2 separate regions of the Mus musculus genome follow, and region 1 is linked to region 2. The links are chromatin contacts, called in public HiChIP or PLAC-seq maps. All regions are on one chromosome and are shown on one strand. Each heading gives the region's core, a stretch centred on a gene start, on an enhancer-like site or on the middle of the called end of the contact. The rest is flanking DNA. Distances are from core to core; before and after follow the strand shown. Region 1 overlaps Gm41230 (predicted gene, 41230). Region 2 has its middle 56 kb from the start of Klf5.

Region 1 (5,736 bases), core at 2,740-5,239, 180 kb after region 2:
ACAAATCATTATTTTTGTTTTCTGACCCTCTAGTGGCACCCAGCCTTTCAAAGCAGAAAGTGTTCAAACTGTATTCACCAAGAATGTTGGAGAATGTACTGCTACACTGGAAAGACTGCTGAAATGAGCCTTCAATAGCCTTCTAAGTGCTCAAGATTGTATGTCTCAGTGATATTCAAGGCTGCAACAGCTAACCAAGGATCACAGGCTCTTGTCTAAGTATCTTCCAGGCAGTTTATGTGAATTATCTCTAATCCTCAAAACAATGTGGCAAGGTCGGTTGTATTATCCTGGTCTACAAATGAGGTCATAGAGACCCAGGTTCGTCTAATTAGTGAGTTGTTTATTGGAGATACAAAATTAGGTAATTTGGATTTCAGACTTTATAGTCCCTGTGGCATTTACACAAGGCACCTGCAGGATTCTGGGAAATTACCAAGATGTCAAAGAACATATCTTAAAAGCAAAGAGAAAACAGGGCCTGCATTGAAGAATCCCTTTACCTAGAGGCTACATCTGGATGTCCTTTGCTGGCCTGGCACTCAGGAGGTTCTAATGTATTAGGATGGGAGATGTCTGAGCTCTAGTGTCATTAGCTGTCTAAGCAGCAACAAGGGTCAGGATCAGTTTGCATGTGCCTAGGCTCTTGAGGACAGAAAAGGACCATGCTACCAAGAAGCCATTCTTGGTCCTTTTTCCATAAGCTCAACCCATACTCTCTTTGTAAATGTAATTTTGAGTTTTCATTAAGCCTTCAAGGGATAATTTTAAGTAGGATTTGTTTTTGCCTTGTTAAGGAGAATAGCTTCCTAGGCATCTGGTCATTATCATTTGTTTAAGAAGTCTCAAAAGAGACCTTATTGAATTTCAAAAAAAACCACAGTTCCAAGGTTCTAATTTTCTTTCTCATTCTAAAAAATCAAATGAGACAGAGTTTAATTCAAAACCCAACAGGCTAAAAGGCCTGTGGATGATGGATAGATTCAACCTATGATCTCTTTGCAAAGACAAAAATCTGTGCTCATTCTGTTTGTTTGTTTGTTTGTTTGAGACAGGGTTTATCCGTGGAACCCGGGCTGTCTTGGGACTTGCTTTGTAGAACAGGCTGGCCTTGAACTCACATTAATCTGCCTACCTCTGACTCCCAAGTGCTAGAATCAAAGGTGTGTACCAGCTCATCTGGCTGTCCATTCACCTTTTAACTGCATGGAAAGAATACACTACCTTTGAATTATGGAGGCCAAGCTCTGTCTTGACCTATCTTCTCTACTTCCTGTTTCATACTCTTAGTGAGTTATTTTTACCTCTCTGAGCCTTAGCTTTTTATCTGGTAAGCAAGCATAGTAATTTTGACCTTCCATGGTGGTGTGAGCAAAGCCAGGAACTGTAGGTACAGCCCCTAACCTTATGCATGACATTAAACTCATGGTAAACGTTGGGTTCTGTCCCTTCCTCTGTTACCAAGCCTGTGCATAGTCAAGGCTGAAGATGAAAGCTCCCTTCTTTTCCTTCATTTAGGGGCATCAAAAAAAATCCTTGGCTTTTAAGAACCTGGGTTGTTTATTGCATGAGTTTTCACACTAACCATGTAAGAAGCACAAAGGACAATCTAGACATGTTCATGAATATGGTCTGAAAAGCATGGCAATAAAAACAGTAGGAAGTGACAAGGAACATACTGTATGTATCATTTATAAGCAAGGGCACTTTCTACATGCACACTGCAGGTGCACATGAGTTTCTAAACTGCATCTTCTTCCTAAGGACAGGGCAGCTTCAGTTAATGATGTAGTCTATTTCCTCCATGGCCATGTTTTATATATATGTTTTCTTTTAAAGGGGGGAATGAACAGTCGAAAAATAATAGGCTGCCTAATCTTTGCAGGATAGGAATGGAAATTTGTGCATTTGTAAATTCTCCTATGATTTAGGCTTGGGGTCATTTTTATCCACTTCAACTACAAGTTCATTTCTAAAGCCCTTTTAGTGATATTGAAGAAGCAGAGATTAATGCTAACGATGGCAAACAGCAAAAACCACCATGGGCTTACCTACAGAGGACTAACCCCATCCCCTTCTGCTTCACGATGACCTCTGGGCAATGTGCTGTTCCTTACAACGAATCAGCCCCAAACAAAACAAGAGCAGGTGAAAAGTTTAGGACGTGGAAAATATGTGGCATATGTTCTTGAAGTAATGATTTTTTTTTCTTTTGCAATAAAAATGACCAATGTCCTAGATAGGATGATGGCATTGACTTAATGAACCAAGCTTCAGAAGCATAAAACCACTTCATTATAAAAAAGGAGAACAGTAAGAGTAATAGCCAAGCTAAGTAAGCAAGCATGACTCTTTATGCATCCACGGGCATCCATTTATAAATTCCAAAGTGATGACTGCTCATCGAGTGACCCCAGCACTCTGCATTCTTACTAGTGTGGCGATGATGACGCACCATGCAGGCTTCCCTGTGCTATCTGTCAGGCAGTTAGCTTGGGTCACCTGTACAAGCCTGTGACTTCTCAGCCTCCTGGATCTGGCAATCATTTACCCTTCTGCAACTCACTTTTGCCCCTAATAGCCCCATGAATTTCAAAGTCAATCATTGCCAAATCTGGTATAGTCGCTACTGTAAAAATGCTTCTTTCTTGCTTTTCGTTTTGTTTTGTTTAAATTATGTATTTGAAATCTGTATTCCATATGAAGCTTTCCTCAATGAATTGCTGTTATCCTAGCCTATGACATGGGACATATTCTCAGGCTTTAGAGAATAGGAATTCCTCTTTCTGGGAGTGGTACAGGGAGGAATAATTAGCTGGGGAGGATGTTCTAGCAGCATCTTTATGGAGGCAGCAAGGCTAAGACCTTCATCTTTGGCAGGAGGAGTTTGTAGCCATTTATTCCTGTGCGGATGGTGTTACCAGGCCAGTGATTGATGGGGGAGGTTATACCTTGACTATAGAAGAGGAGATTTGACTGGACACCTGTTCAGCACTAAGACACCATGAGAACGGGACTGCTTTTGAGCACAGGAAAACAGTTTTGAAAACAGGAGCTATGTAGTTGTTGACATCAGCACCCACCTTCCCCCACACAAAGGGGCTCTAACTGACTCTCTGGTTTCTGTGTGAATTGTAGTACGTAGGGCATGAGCAGGAGGAGAAATCTGACAACTCTCTCTGCAGCCATCTCTTGTCTATATGTTATTATTAATGTATCACCATCATCTGAAAAGTGTGCTAAAGACACATTTATAAACTCCTCAAACCTGGAGATTCTGATTTAGTAGAGTGAAGGTAGGGCCCTAAACCCCACCTCTACCCGCTCTCTCCATTATATCTTCTCTCCCTCTGCTGTCTCTGCCTTTCCTACAGTGTATACGAACATTGTCCATGTTTGCTATGTGCTCTCTCTCTCTCTCTCTCTCTCTCTCTCTCTCTCTCTCCTTTCTCATTTTGGAACACTTTGTGTGCTCACGCTGTTCTTGGATTGAACTATTGTGAGTGCTGGGCTTTCAGGTAGGAACAGGTGTCCAGCAGGAACCAATATCGGAAAGGCATCTCGGGATACTGCAAAGCATCTCCAATTACTACGAATTGCAATAGAGAAGAGGAGTCTTTTCTGGGTGTTCTCTCTGGACCATCTAGTTAGTAAGAAGGGAGAAAAGTCCCTTGTGAGCCAGGCCTGGCTAGAGAGGCTATAGGCTCCATGCTGCCAGGATAAAATCTAACAGCTTCCTTGTGTGGAGGGAGGTTGAATCATTTCCAAACACCATTGGTCAGTTTCAATGAGAAACAGTAAACAGGCAGGCCTATAGAACAAATGACATTTGGTAGGAAAAGAGCTCCAGGGTCCAACCTGTTAGTAGGAAGGAAAGAATTAAACCAAAGCATACAGAGTTCCTACATTACATTCCTCTTACTACATTCCTAAACTGTAACAAGCATTTATCTTGTGAACAAAGAGGTAGCATTAGTTTGCATATGAAGAACCTGAGGCGGATGGAACCAGCAGGTCTTAGCCAGCCCACACATTAGAATCAACTGGAAGCAGATAGGTGGGCCATGAAAGATTACTTCAGGAGTGACCCACATCTCTAGATATATAGAGATCTGGATTTACTACTTGAATATTGATATCCTTAAAGAGTCTTGGAAATGTACAGGGAGGGGTGAGTTTCATGGTTATAGGCTGGATTCATAGGATTAAAGCGACTTCCAGATCTCTATGCAGAGTCACAGTACCCTCCTTAGACATGGGTTGGGGAGAGTTCCCAAAATTCAAGCCAGTCTTTTGAGGCAGGGCTGTCTGGAGATCTGATTTTCTTAAAATTTGCCTCACATCCCAGAAATAAAATCTTCAAAAGAAATTTTGCGAAGCAAAGCTTATCTTATTTGGTCATTCCCATGACCTAACAGCTATCTTAGGATTCTTATAAGGAGGACACAGGCCCGAGGAGCTTGCAAATTTCTCTCATTCTCGGGGAATACAGGCAAAATTCAGTTGAATTTCAAAGAGGCTTTGGAGTCTACCAAACCTGGGACCCACCGCTGCACTTTCTTATAAGTTATCTTAATTGAAAGTAACTTAAAAAAATAATTATACTTTAACTCCAGGCAGTGAAAAATTATGTATTTCCATGCCCCCCCCCATGAAATCTTCAATTTTAAACTGAGTTTATAGAACGATCATTTAACCTCTTGAAGGTCTCTTAGTTTTCATGATTGCTAGACAAGAGTAATGACATCATGGTGATAAACAAACACATTTAAATTCTTTTGGGAAAAAATCCATTTTACCCAGAACATAAACAAAAGGAAAAAAAACCCTCTAGAATACACATTAGTATTATAATAGCTTGTTAGTAATGAAGTAAAATTAATTTGTCAATTTATTTTAAAAGAAGGAACACGAAGAATTAATGCCAGCTTTTATTCATGCACCATTATCCAATTTTCTTGGCAATAAGTATCTGATATATTTTTTTAAATTTTGTCTTTTATTGAAAATAGCTTTTTGTCTTACATAATATATCCTAATTACAGTTTCCCCTTCTCAACTCTCCTCCCATCCAGATCAACTCTCTGTCTCTATGATAAAAACAACCAGGTTTCTAGGGATAATAATAAAATATAATATAATAAGATAAAGCAAAAACTAATACATGTGACTATGACAAAACAAAGAGAAGAAAGAACGCTCAAGAAAAGGCACAGGAAACAGATACAGATGCAAAACATCTTCTTGTTTGAACACTCAGGAATCCAATAAAGAATACTAAACCAGGAGCCATAATATGTTTACAAGAAATCTACCTATGGGGTAGTAAAAAGCTGTGTATAAAATAAAAAACTCCATGACACAACATCATGAGAGACAACCTCCTAAGACACCACTGTTTGGTTTCTAGTGGACGTCTAGTTCTGGGCATGTAGCCTACCCTTAAAAGTACTTTGTTTCCTCAGTGATACTCCTTTAGAGACAACTAAGTATTTATTTACAAGTGGTTACCAATTGGATGTAGCTTCTAGGTTAGAAATGGAGATATGTGTGTACCTCTCTTTTCAGTTCTAGGACCCCATCTGTGGCAGATCTCAGCAGGCCCTGTGCATGCTGCCTCAGTCTCTGAGTTTACACATGTGTTGATCCTGTTGATTTGGAAGGTGTCTTCCATCCCTGCTGGCTCTTACATTCTTTTGCCTCCTCTTCTACAGGGTGACCTGAGCACAGAAGGAA
Region 2 (5,710 bases), core at 1,634-4,133:
CACGAGTACTGTTGTTTATCTTGTGAACCAGGGTAACTTCTTCACATGACACTGGGAAGGTGACAGCCAATGTCGTGCTGCTAAACTAACTACAGGAACGGAAGAGAAAAAGTGGACCTTGTAGTTAAGAACTGATAAGTAACAAATGTGCAAGGGTTGATCATTTAGTGAGCAATGGGTACAGGGCATTACTGGGATAACTTAATTACATGGTTGTTGTTTTGTTTTATTTTATTTTATTTTATTTTATTTTTCCTAACTCCAAAAATCCATTTAATATATTGTCCTCGGATAGAGGACGTGTCAGACATTAAACTGATAAGAACAGATACTATACTTGATCTTAGCCAAAAGGCCCAGAAGTGATTTATTTTATTTTTGAGTCAGGGTGTGTGTGTGTGTGTAGCTTTGGTTGTCCTAGAACCCATTCTGTACACCAGGGTGGCCTTAAATGGACAGAGATATGCCTGCCTCTGCCTCCCAAGTGCTGGAAATAAAGATGTGTTATCTACTGCCTGGTTTAATTATCTGTGTTTTTAAACCATAGAACATATTTGAAATGACATGGTTTAGTTACATAGAAATAAAAAGAGTTGCTAAAATGCTCCTGTGTGTGTAGGGTATCGTGAAAAGCTGTCTTCTGGGAGTAATTACCATTATACTCATGATCCACTGAGCCTGTGGCTCCTGGCACCAGATCTAGGGAGCACCAGCCAACATTCAAGAAGGCAGCATTAACTGGACTCAGTAGGATTCGTTAACTGGAGTCTCTCTCTCTCTCTCTCTCTCACACACACACACACACACACACACACACACACACACACACACACACACACAGAGAGAGAGAGAGAGAGAGAGAGAGAGAAAGAGAGAGAGAGAGAGAACATGGAACATTGAACCATGGATGTGAGCAGGGGGTTGGAGGGGCTTGAGAAGAGTTGGGTAGGGTAAGACAAGACTAGGATATATTCCATACATGTATGGAATTGCCAAAGAATACAGAAAAGATGGCTTAGAAGGGTAAACACATGGAATGTTCTCAAAATGCTTTTGTGTTTCTAGAGAAGGTGCAGAGGTGATTTAGCATGGGTCCTCTGGGTTTCAGTCGGCAGACATTTGCCAGGTTCCTGTTATTGAATCCGTCAATATCTTTTCATTGAGCCAAGGAGAGTCTTACTCTGATTCATGTGGCTTACAACACCCCCCACCCCGAGAGCTCCCCCCCCCCCAGCTTCTGAGGTGAATGACCAAATTACCAGAGACTTCAGCTGAGCGGATGGACAGTGCCCCACAACATGCCATCACAGCCAGGCTGGTCTGGTCCTGCCTTCCTCGTGCAGCACCTCAGTGTGTTCTTCATACATGTATGTACCTGGATGGCTGGCTGGGACTCCTGCAACGGCAGGCAGTCTGTTTCTATACCAAACAATCAGACCCTAACCATACCTACAAGTAAATGAGCAGGCTTTACTGTTGTGTTTAGAAATGCAAATGTATATGCATAGAACACTTAGTGAAAAAGGAGGCCATGCATTTGAAAAGAGAGCAAGGAGGGGTGTATGGGAGGGTTTCAAGAGAGAAACAATGTAACTGTAACTACATTACAATCTCAAAATTTAAAATTAATAATAATAATAATAGTAACAATAATAATAAATACAGCATGCTGTTTAGCCAGATGGTGACTGTAAAGTTACTTTAGGTAAACTCAGTTTGAATAGTTTTACATATATCCAAACAATTAATCAAGTCCAAAATGTTCCAAGAAACAGCAGACAAAACTATAATCTAGTAAACTATATAATCTAGTATAACTATAAACTAGATTATAGTTCTGTCTGCTATTAATCCCATAATGTGGGCTTTGGTCATTAAAATTACTCACTGCTGTGAGCACCCCCTTTTACCTGGTTAGGAAAAAATGCCGGTTGGTACAGATTTAGTTCCTGCTTTTTTAACTGCCACGTTTTTTTTTTTTCTCCATGCACTTAATTTCTCATGCAAAAGAGAACATGTTCTTCTTGTAAAATTCCACCTTACAAAGCAGTGTGTGACACACATGAATTTGTCTTCTTTTGAAATGTCACATCAGACATTCTCAGCCCTTTTGTTCTTGATAAATACAAATAATTTCACCCATTTTAAATTTTATGAGGGAACGAATCACACATCGTGTTCTGTAATTTGATCGTCTTGCCTGGTTCTTTTTCTCATCAGTGCTGAGAAGTTTTTTTTATTTATTTTTATTTTTATGGGCTTAGGGGTTGACCCCGGAGTCTTGTCCATCTATGCTGGGTCAGTGCTATACCTCCAAAACCTGCAAAAGAGAGCATTCAGGAGCACTGTGCTAAACCTTTTGGTTTAAATCATTCTTCTCTCCTGAGTTTCGGTCTACTTCCCCAAATTACCATCACAATGAACCTCTTGGCCCAGTTTCAGTAAGTGCTTCCATTTCCCCTACTGAAGAGCCTCAGGCTTCTCCAGGTCTTGTGTATTAACTGCAAATGTCAGCAGGTGCCAGGTTGAGGTCTTCTCCTTCTTCTTCAAGGATTTATTTATTTTATATATGTGAGTACACTGTCACTGTCTTCAGACATACCAGAAGAGGGCATCAGATGTCATTACAGATGGTTGTGAACCACCATGTGGTTGCTGGGAATTGAACTCAGGACCTCTGGAAAAGCAGAGGGTGCTCTTAACCACTGAGCCATATCTCCAGTCCCCAGTCCCGAGGTTTTCTTCTCGACTCTTCTCCCATTTGCAGAAAGTCCTGGAGTTGAACTGCAAAACTTTCTCCATTGAGATTCCCTATGGATTAGGGGGCAGGACAAGGTGATGACCGCAAGAAACTTGGACACCTGCCAGCTCACTAGCTCTCATCCTCAGAAGCAATACCTACGCTCTGTACTCTCCTATAGCTATGGCCTCTCATTCCTCTTGGCACAATAATCTAGCTTTGCCAAAGAGCAACAGCAGCCCAATGTTCACTTCCCATTCATTTTCCTACCCCTGCGTGTGGGCTGGGCCCCACCATAGCTACAACTTGAAAACAGCTTCTTCAAGCCTTGAGGTGGTCACCTTTGGGGTGGATCTATCACGCCCTTCTTTCGTCATCTGCCTTCCAGGAACCTATCAAGACACCTCATCTATTTCTGTTCCATCTTCGCCCACCCTCAGGTATCAGCAGCTCTTCTCTACCAGTAAGCTCTGCGTGGGAAGAATCAAAACACAGCCCAATCAGTTCCAGCTTTGAGACTTTGGGATGGCTCTAAGTCCTCCTATTTCTGCCATTTTCCTGGCTTGCTTTCCTCTTGTGTGGGCTTCCTTCTCAGGCTGCAGTAAGGGAAGGCTGGAGTTATAGATTATTCAGACGCCATTAGAACGAAGATAAAATTTTATTTCTAAGAGTTACTTGGAAAAGATGGTTAAGGGTTTAACCTGGCTTCCTGCAATACTGCGTTTCCCTTTCTTTTTTGACATGAAACGTCACTGTACATCCTTGGCTGTCCTTGAACTTGAAAAGATTTACAGGAGACTGAGTGCTAAGATTGCTAAATTCAAGTGCCAGGAAACCTTGGCTTCCTCTTTGAAGTCACTGGTTTGAAGATAGGGTTATGGGAACAAACCAGTGCTTCTGGGATTTTTTGTTTTGTTTTGTTTGTTTGTTTACTTTTTTTTTTTAAATTCTGTTTTGAGACTGAGTCTCACACAGCAACCCTGGCCTGAATTTGCATCATAAACCTGCCTACCAGCCTGGGTCTCCTTGGTGCTCACGCTATGCCACCACACCCAGCTTTTATAAATTGCTTGTCTTTAAATATTTTAATTTCAGGGTTACTCCTTTAATCACAGCCCTCCCTCGGGAGGCAAGGTAGGCAGATCTCTGAGTTCAAGGCCAGCTAGGTCTACAAAGTTCCTTGACAGTCAGGACTAAACACAATAACTCTTATCCCAGCACTTGGGAGGTAGGAGGTTGAGGAGCTCTGTGAGCCTGGTACCACCCAGGTCTATAGAGTGAGTTCCAGCAGCCAGGGCCACATAGAAAGACAACCAACCAACCAACCAAAACCCCACCCAAACTCAAAACTTTTAATTTATGCCTAGCTCTGTATGACTCTGGAACATTGTTCTACACCTAGGAAATGCGTGTACGGCAAACAGTAAGGACAAAATAGTGAGTCAATTAAAAGTCACACAGCCAATTATTTTATAGAAAACTTATTTTTAAAAAACTTTATGACTGCCCCTCATCAAAGAAATTTCTCCTTGCAACCTAGGCCATTACAGAAAACCACAACTTAATCAAAATGAAGATCTGTGGCGCCCAGGCTCAGCTGATACAACAACACAACTTCTACCTCTGTGGCTCAGGGATCACCGTCATCATGGAAGAAGAGGAGGAAAGATCGAAGAGCTAGAGAGACTGCAAGTGTGCTGTGAGATTGGGTCTCCTAGAAATGTCAGAGAAGAGCCGGGCGTGGTGGCTCACGCCTTTAATCCCAGCATCTGGGAGGCAGAGGCAGGTGGATTTCTGAGTTCGAGGCCAGCCTGGTTTACAGAGTGAGTTCCAGGACAGCCAGGGCTACACAGAGAAACCCTGTCTTGAAAAACCAAAAAAAAAAAAAAAAAAAGAAAAAGAAGAAAGAAATGTCAGAGAAGCAGCAACAAGGAAACTTCAGTAATCTGGCTGCCTAACAAAATCCAAACAATTACAACAGAGATGCTGATGTGGAAGGGGAAGTCTCTCTAGGCCTCAACCCCAGACAGAGTTACTGCCAGGAAAAAAACACTGAGAGTGGGAGAAATAGTTTCCCTAGGGAAGAACACACCAACTGGCAATCTAAAACTAAGTGGTCAGCTATCAAATTATCATATACATACAGGTAACACTATATAGATTGTATTTTGTGTGTGTGTGTTAATAAGAATTAAAGAAAAAGAAGCCAGGAATTTGAAAGAGATTAAGGTGGGAGGTACACAGCAGGGTTGAAAAGAAGGAAAGGGAGAAATAATACGAGTATATTATGATCTTAAAAAAAGAAGAGCTGGAGAGATGGCTCAGCGGTTAAGAGCACTGACAGCTCTTTCAGAGGTCCTGAGTTCAGTTCCCAGCAACCACATGGTGGCTCACAACTATCTGTAATGGGAATCTGATGCCCTCTTCTGGTGTGTTTGAAGACGGTAACAGTGTGCTCATATCAATAAAATAAATAAATCTTAAAAAAGAGAAGAAGGCTGGGCGTGGTGGCGCACACCTTTAATCCCAGCACTTGGGAGGCAGAGGCAGGTGGATTTCTGAGTTCAAGGCCAGCCTGGTCTACAGCGTGAGTTCCAGGACAGCCAGAGCTACACAGAGAAACCCTGTCTCGAAAAATCAAAAAAATAAAAAAAACAAAAAAAAGAAACAAAACCAAACCAAAACAAACCAAACCAAAACAAACAAACAAACAAACAAAGAAATGAAAAGCATTATTAAAAAAAAGAGGGGGCTGGCAAGATGGCTCAGAGGTTAAGAGCGCCGACTGCTCTTCTGAAGGCCCTGCGTTCAAATCCCAGCAACCACATGGTGGCTCATTACTAGCATAATGAGATCTGATACCCACCTCTGGTGTGTTTGAAAGACAGTTACAGTGTACATATATGTAATAAATAAATAAATCTTTACAAAAAAAAAGCTGGCAGTCGTGGCACACGCCTTTAATCCCAG

Evidence for each region. HiChIP or PLAC-seq counts read pairs in DNA pulled down with a chosen protein or histone mark.
Region 1: an H3K27ac HiChIP or PLAC-seq map of embryonic stem cells shows a contact between it and region 2, with 6 read pairs. The contact joins two enhancer-like sites. A contact is called at or near these places in 1 of 484 Hi-C or Micro-C datasets (embryonic stem cells) and 3 of 115 datasets of contacts at active chromatin or transcription factors (embryonic stem cells and pancreatic cancer cells).

Annotation. Positions count from the first base shown.
Region 1 is chr14:99,533,497-99,539,232 of GRCm38.p6, forward strand. All of the region lies in intron 1 of Gm41230 (predicted gene, 41230), which reads left to right. Among named protein-coding and RNA genes, the nearest start is that of Gm41230, 15 kb to the left of the region's middle. Within about 2 kb of position 3,990, at least 10 of the 459 cell types and tissues checked have an H3K27ac peak or open chromatin away from gene starts, as enhancers often do. A contact at or near this core is called in embryonic stem cells, where this site is marked.
Region 2 is chr14:99,351,803-99,357,512 of GRCm38.p6, forward strand. It overlaps the pseudogene Gm22984. Among named protein-coding and RNA genes, the nearest start is that of Klf5, 56 kb to the left of the region's middle. Within about 2 kb of position 2,884, at least 10 of the 459 cell types and tissues checked have an H3K27ac peak or open chromatin away from gene starts, as enhancers often do. A contact at or near this core is called in embryonic stem cells, where this site is marked.